2 separate regions of the Sus scrofa genome follow, and region 2 is linked to region 1. Evidence: chromatin contacts called from public promoter capture Hi-C data. All regions are on one chromosome and are shown on one strand. Each heading gives the region's core, a stretch centred on a gene start, on an enhancer-like site or on the middle of the called end of the contact. The rest is flanking DNA. Distances are from core to core; before and after follow the strand shown. Region 1 holds the start of PNRC2 (proline rich nuclear receptor coactivator 2). Region 2 holds the start of MYOM3 (myomesin-3).

Evidence for each region. Promoter capture Hi-C pulls out the DNA fragments that hold promoters and counts their contacts.
Region 2: a contact with region 1 is called in a promoter capture Hi-C map of fetal skeletal muscle, with 2.8 times the contacts expected there. The contact joins the promoter of MYOM3 here to the promoter of PNRC2 in region 1. A contact is called at or near these places in 2 of 5 promoter capture datasets (fetal skeletal muscle and liver), 2 of 47 Hi-C or Micro-C datasets (embryonic fibroblasts and liver) and 1 of 2 datasets of contacts at active chromatin or transcription factors (skeletal muscle).

The regions. Positions count from the first base shown.
Region 1 is chr6:81,721,590-81,724,446 of Sscrofa11.1, forward strand. PNRC2 (proline rich nuclear receptor coactivator 2) reads left to right here and starts at 1,337. Exons shown (of 3, transcript NM_001244508.1): 1 at 1,337-1,489; 2 at 2,394-2,599.
Region 2 is chr6:81,857,942-81,861,082 of Sscrofa11.1, forward strand. MYOM3 (myomesin-3) reads right to left here and starts at 1,565. Exons shown (of 38, transcript XM_021095533.1): 1 at 1,352-1,565; 2 at 1,014-1,142.

The sequences.
Region 1 (2,857 bases), core at 87-2,586:
AGCTAGGGTCACTGCTATGGAGCAGGTTTGATCCTTGGCCAGGGGAACTTCCACATACTAGAGGGCAAGGCCAACAGAAAAAGCCCAGGGAGTTCCTGCTATGGCCCAAGGGGATGGGCAGGCTGTCTCTGCATTGCCAGGATGCAGGTTGGATCCCCAGCTGGATACAGTGGGTTAATGGATCTGGTTAAAGGCTTGGATCTGACCCCATGAGGTGGCAAAACCAACCAACAAACCAAAAAACTCCTATGTTCATAGAAACTGTTGTTCTCTTTTAAAATACGAGCCTTGGGTTGCTTATCCATTTATTCCCAAGAAGTTGTCCTTTTCCTCTTTGCTGCACCTCACTGGCAAACGAACTTAACTCTTTTCTCCTCCCTTTATTTACACACTGCAGAAAGGGTTATAAGTAAGGGAACTCTCCTCTCAACAAACTCTTCTTGGGGCACTTACAACGTACTCTGTGTTCAGAGAAACGAAACCCTGCTTTGCCCCCTGCCCAACCCCACCCGGAGGATGTGTGCGCGGGAACTCGCGGACAAGTAGCTACCACATAGTGTGATTGAAGTTCAAGACCAGTCAGACACAAAGGAGGAACTGATTAACTTGACCCGCACGTGCGTCGGAAACGCCTTCACAGAAGAGGTAGCTTCTTAGAATTTCGAGGCTGGGGGCCAGGGGGGCGGGAAGGAACCGCAAGCTGGGGCGCTGGCGTGACCGAGAAACAGAGAGGGAGGAGTGTCTGGACTAAGTGGCCAGGGGCCAGCCTCGGAAAGCAACTTTGATCAGTATCTTCCATGTGTAAGAGATCGGTTACTCGGCTCAGTGAACTTAACTCGGGAACTCAACGCCCCCTCCAGTGACTCCCCATGGCCCGGAACCCACTTGGTTCCGAGTGCCACGGGACCCACTGGCCGGACAGCGCGGGAGGAAGCCGCTGTTCCAGTGGGCGGCCGACGCCCTTCTCCCCGGAGCCGCTTGCGCGCGGCTCTCGGACCCTGGAATCGGCGCGAGGGGCTGGTGCTGGCCGCGACTTGGGGTGTCGGACGGGGCCTGGTGGGCTTCTCCCGGAAGGGGCTGGTGTCACTCGGGGGCCCGAGAAAGGGCGGCAGCCGGGGCCCGCAGCGGTCTTTCCCGACATGCTCTTCTCGAGGAGTATTTGAAACCCTCGGCCACAGCCACCTCCCCTCCCTCGGCCCCGTCGGGCCCCAGCAACAGGCGGCGGCCCGCGTGTCATTGGCCGGGCCGCGCGAAAGCGTGTTTTGATTGGCCGCCGCGCTTCCCGGCCCAGCTTCTGCGCTCACTGTCGCCTCCATTTTGTCGGTAGAGGCAGAAGGAGGAGGTCGGCCGGGACGTTAAGGTGGCCTGCAGCAGGCTCGTCGGTGCCCGTTGGCTTCGCTCGTTCCGTGCCTCGTCTCTCCCTGGAAGGGGAGGGGGGCTTCGACGCCGAGCAGGATCCGCCGCTGTCGTAGTCCCGAGCTTGAAGTCGGTGAGTGGCGGGCGCGGCCATGTTGGCGGCCGCGCTCCCCATTGTTGGGGGTAGGAAGTCAGATCCAGTGCCCGGCGGGCGCAGGCGGCGGGGAAGACCGGGTTCCCCGGCCGGGCCCGAGCAACGCGGAGCGGCTCGGAAACCCAGCCACATCGGAAGAGCCGAACTTTCCAGGCTCTTGTTGGGAATGACTCACGATCCGGGAATTCGTAGTTTCTTTAGGGCTGTTAAAATAGTCTGGAAGGGCCTCTCGCTCTTTCAAAAAAAAGAGGGCTTATTATTTATATGGTGACTTGGTTTCTTGGAATAGCAAACGAAATCTTGAATGTTTAATGTTCCTGATAGGCATTTTCATACATATTAGATGGGACAGTGACTTCAGTTATGGCTTGTGGAACTTCTTTTAAAATGGGGAGGAGTCAAGAGTTCAAAACTAAAGGAAACGCTGCATCACGTAAACCTGTTTGGAGAGGAGGCTTTGTGGAAACGGATGTGTAATGTGTGCAAAGATTGGAAAGTAATGGTGAGACTTTAAAAACATAGCTTCTTTAGGAAACACAGTTTAAGCCCATTTCTTGGCATGGCTGTGAAAGTTAATGCTTCTGTGGTTTGACTGGTTTTGGTCACAGAATCCGTGTGAGAATCTGAAAAGTTCCTAGAAAAAAGATACAACTTATTGAGAGGTCTGGCGGACACCCTTCCCCAATTCCTTATGAGTTCCTGGATCTCAAGGCTTAGAAGAGTTCTTAGATGATGACAGTTCTAAGGTCAAAGCCATCTTTAGAGACATTATTTTCTGCCTTTTAATTAGGAAGTAGCCATTTAACTATTTCTGTAGCAAATAATAAATGATCGCTTTCTCCTGTTTAACACGTGAAATAATTTAGAAATCTTTGCTTTTTAGCTAGGACTTCTCTCAAGGTTGTGTGCTGAGGAGACTCAGATGTTGGCCTCAGTTCCTAGGCTGAACTCAGCAGATCGGCCCATGAAAACTTCTGTATTGAGACAAAGGAAAGGATCTGTCAGAAAGCAACATCTCTTATCCTGGGCTTGGCGGCAAGGAAGAGGACAGGTGGTGGAAATCCTGCAATCTGAAAAGCAGACTGAAAGGTATCCAAGACTTCATGTTGAAATGGGGCAGACATTTTTATGGACTCATCCTAAACTGTTTAAGTAGAGGATCATACCAATTTGTAAGTTCATTTTTCTCAAGAAGTAACAAAGGCTGTGCATATGAAGTGTGGGCATTGTAATTAAGTAAAAAGCAGCTGAATAGCACATCTTTGAGTCTTCACCAAGGTTTCTGGGGTTACAAGTTGTGACTACTGAAGTTTTTTTAAAGTTTTAAACTATCTTAAGTGGAATTTT
Region 2 (3,141 bases), core at 315-2,814, 140 kb after region 1:
CTTTTTAAAGCACTGGCTGAGGCTTGGGATTAAGCAGTGAGAAGATCGGAGCTTCCCCGTCCTCTTTCCAGAACACTGTGTGTGCCTGGCCACCGGGGAGGGCTTGACGGTATGGGGGCCAGGAGGGGAACCATCCCTCTGGCCTTCCCCCTGAGGGTGCAAGGCCCTGGGCACTCCCCACTGCTCCCCTCCCCTCCCAAGCCTCAGGTTGTTTTCCACTGGCCCCCTGACAGCACCCCCGGTGAGAAGGGGCAGGAGGCCTCTTCTGCTCCTCCTTCCTCCTCCAGAGGGGAAGGGAAGCTCACAGGGCCAGAGTGACTCAGAGCCCTGAGCTGGGTGCTGTGGGCGGGAGCTGGGACACAGCCATGCAAGGGGTCCGGGCAGGCCGAGGTGTGTGCTTAGCGGTTCCACCAGCTTCTGAGGCCGCTGAGGAAGTGAGGCAGCGCCTTTCCTGCCGGGCCTCGGTTTCCTGCCCATGAGCCCAGGCTGGATGAGAGCCCTCCTGGCCCTGCGGGCTTGCTCCCATCCCCTGCCTGCCGGGCAGGCCAAGCCGGGCTCCACCAGCAGTGCTCTAGGTTTGCTAGAGCTGCCAGCCCACTCTGGTCCCTGCTGATTCCTAATTCCTGCAGGAAAGCCTCCACTTCCCAGGGCATCCCTCAATGGCTTGTTTTTTTTTTTTTTTTTTTTTTTTTTTTTAATGTAGCTTTCACATCACAGAAGCTCAGCTCAGAAGACCCAGGGCCTCATCGAATAGGGAGATGGGGCAGAGATTTTGTTTTTTCTAGAATTTCCCTCCATTTCCACTTGGGGTAATGCCCAAATATGTCTACTTTTTTCTTTCCAAATCTCCCAGGATCCTTTCCCAACACACATATAACACACACACACACACACACACACACACACACACACACTTCCCAGTGGAAAGTTGAGGTCTTCACTCTTTGGAGATCCCCCTCCTACCCACCCCCCCCCCCGCACCCCCTCCCGCACCGTCCCTGGAGGCGACTCACAGAAGCAGCTGTGTCTACTTAGGTGTCTCTGGGGAGAAGTTTTCAGAGGATGAGAGGGTCCTGGGTTTCCTCTTGCCCTGGGCTCGGCGGGGACTGGAAGAAGAATGTGATCCCGGAGCCTGCACGGGCCTTAAATATAGCAGTGCCGAGACAGTGTGATGACAATGGATGAGAACTATGGGGGGGGGGGGAACGGAGGGGAGGGGCCATTCCTTGGGTCCAGCGTTGCCCAGGCGGCAGCGACAGGTGGAGCTGCCCGCACCCCACCCACCTCCCGCAGACAGCTCCTCCCCTCAGCTCCACCCCTCCTGCCTAAAAAGAGCCCCCTCCCCAATTACAGTGGAAAGAAGGTGGGTGCTCAGGCCTGGCTGTACGGAGAACAGATCGGGGTGGTTTTCTTGGTGGCTGAGAGTTCTGATCTGAATTCTCCCCCAACGGACAGGTGCTCTGGGGAAGACACTGAGCTTCTCTGATCTGATTCCCCTTCTGAAAATAGAGACAGTGAGGCTGGGCCCCCAGACTTCATGGAGACATGGAAGGGGTATGACCTAAACATGGGTCTTTAGTGCTCATAAGTCATCACGGGCTAGAATGGAAGCAGGTTTCTTCTCATCTCTCTGCACACCCATGTCCAGCAGCGACTGACCAGCCCCTGCCCCTGCCCCTGTGGAGGGGGTGTCACAGGCAGGAGAGGAGAAGTCGTTTCCTTCCTCATTGTCCAAAGTTCTCAGGCATCTGGAGTGGCCCCTGTGGGAACTTTCGTCCTGATCTTTGCCCCCCACTCCTCCCACCCCCGTCTCCCATTTCAATTCCTTCCTTTCACATTCATACCCCGGCCTGGTGGACACTGAAGATGCAGAGAGGAAAAGACCTCTGACACAGGAGAAATCCTAATCTAGATGGGGAGACAGGCTCTTACAACCAGGGGTGATCAGGCAGGTACACCTGAGCCAGGTCTCAGAGGATGAGCAGGTGTGTGTGGGGGGGGCTGTCCCAGCTCCAGTCCAGAGACACAGCTCCTGGCCTCTTCCTGGGGCCTCAGGGGGCCAGGACCACTGTGCCTATCATTCTTCTTAGTGCTCTGGGGACTCCTCAGGAGAGAGAGAGAGAAAGAGAGAGAACACACAGATGAATTCTTCAGCTCAAATCTCAGACTCCTGAAAGGGATTCCTTGTACACTGCTGGTGGGAATGTAAATTAGTGCAGCCACATAATATGGAGATTTCTCAAAAAGCTAGGACTAGAACTCCCCTATGACCCAGCAATTCCACTCCTGGGTATATAGCAAAAAAAAAAAAAAAAAAAAAAAAAAGAGAGAGAGAGAGAGAGAGAGAGAAAATTAAATCAAAAAGATTCATGCATCCCAGTGTTCATAGCAGCATTATTTATAGTTGCCAAGATAAGGGAGCAACATAAGTGTCTATCAATAGATGGATGGATAAAGAAGATGTGATCAATACACACATACACACATACAGACACAATGGAATACTACTCAGTCATAACAAAGAGTGAAATTTTGGCTTTTGCAACAACATGGATGGATTTGGAGGGTATTATGCTAAGGGAAATGCGTCAGAGAAAGACAAATACTGTATGATATCACTTATATGTGGAATTGAAAAAATACCACAAACTAGAGAATATAACGAAAAAGAAACAAACTCCTAGATACTGAGAACAAACATGTGGTTACCAGTAGGAAAAGGGAAGGGGGAATGGGCAAGATAGGGGTAGGGGATTAAGAGGTATGACCTACTATATATAAAACAAATAAACTATAAGGCTATATTGTGCAACACAGGGAACACACAGTATTTCATAGTAACTGTAAATGGCATATAACCTTTAAAAATTATGAATCACTATGTTGTACACCTGAAACTTATGTACTATTCTATGTCAAGTATACCTCAATAAAAAACATTAAAATTAAAAAAAAATCTCGGAGTTCCCGTCATGGCGCAGTGGTTAACGTATCCGACTAGGAATCATGAGGTTGCGGGTTCGATCCCTGCCCTTGCTCAGTGGGTTAATGATCTGGCGTTGCCATGAGCTGTGGTGTAGGTCACAGATGCGGCTCAGATCCTGCATTGCTGTGGCTCTGAGGTAGGCTGGGGTCTACAGC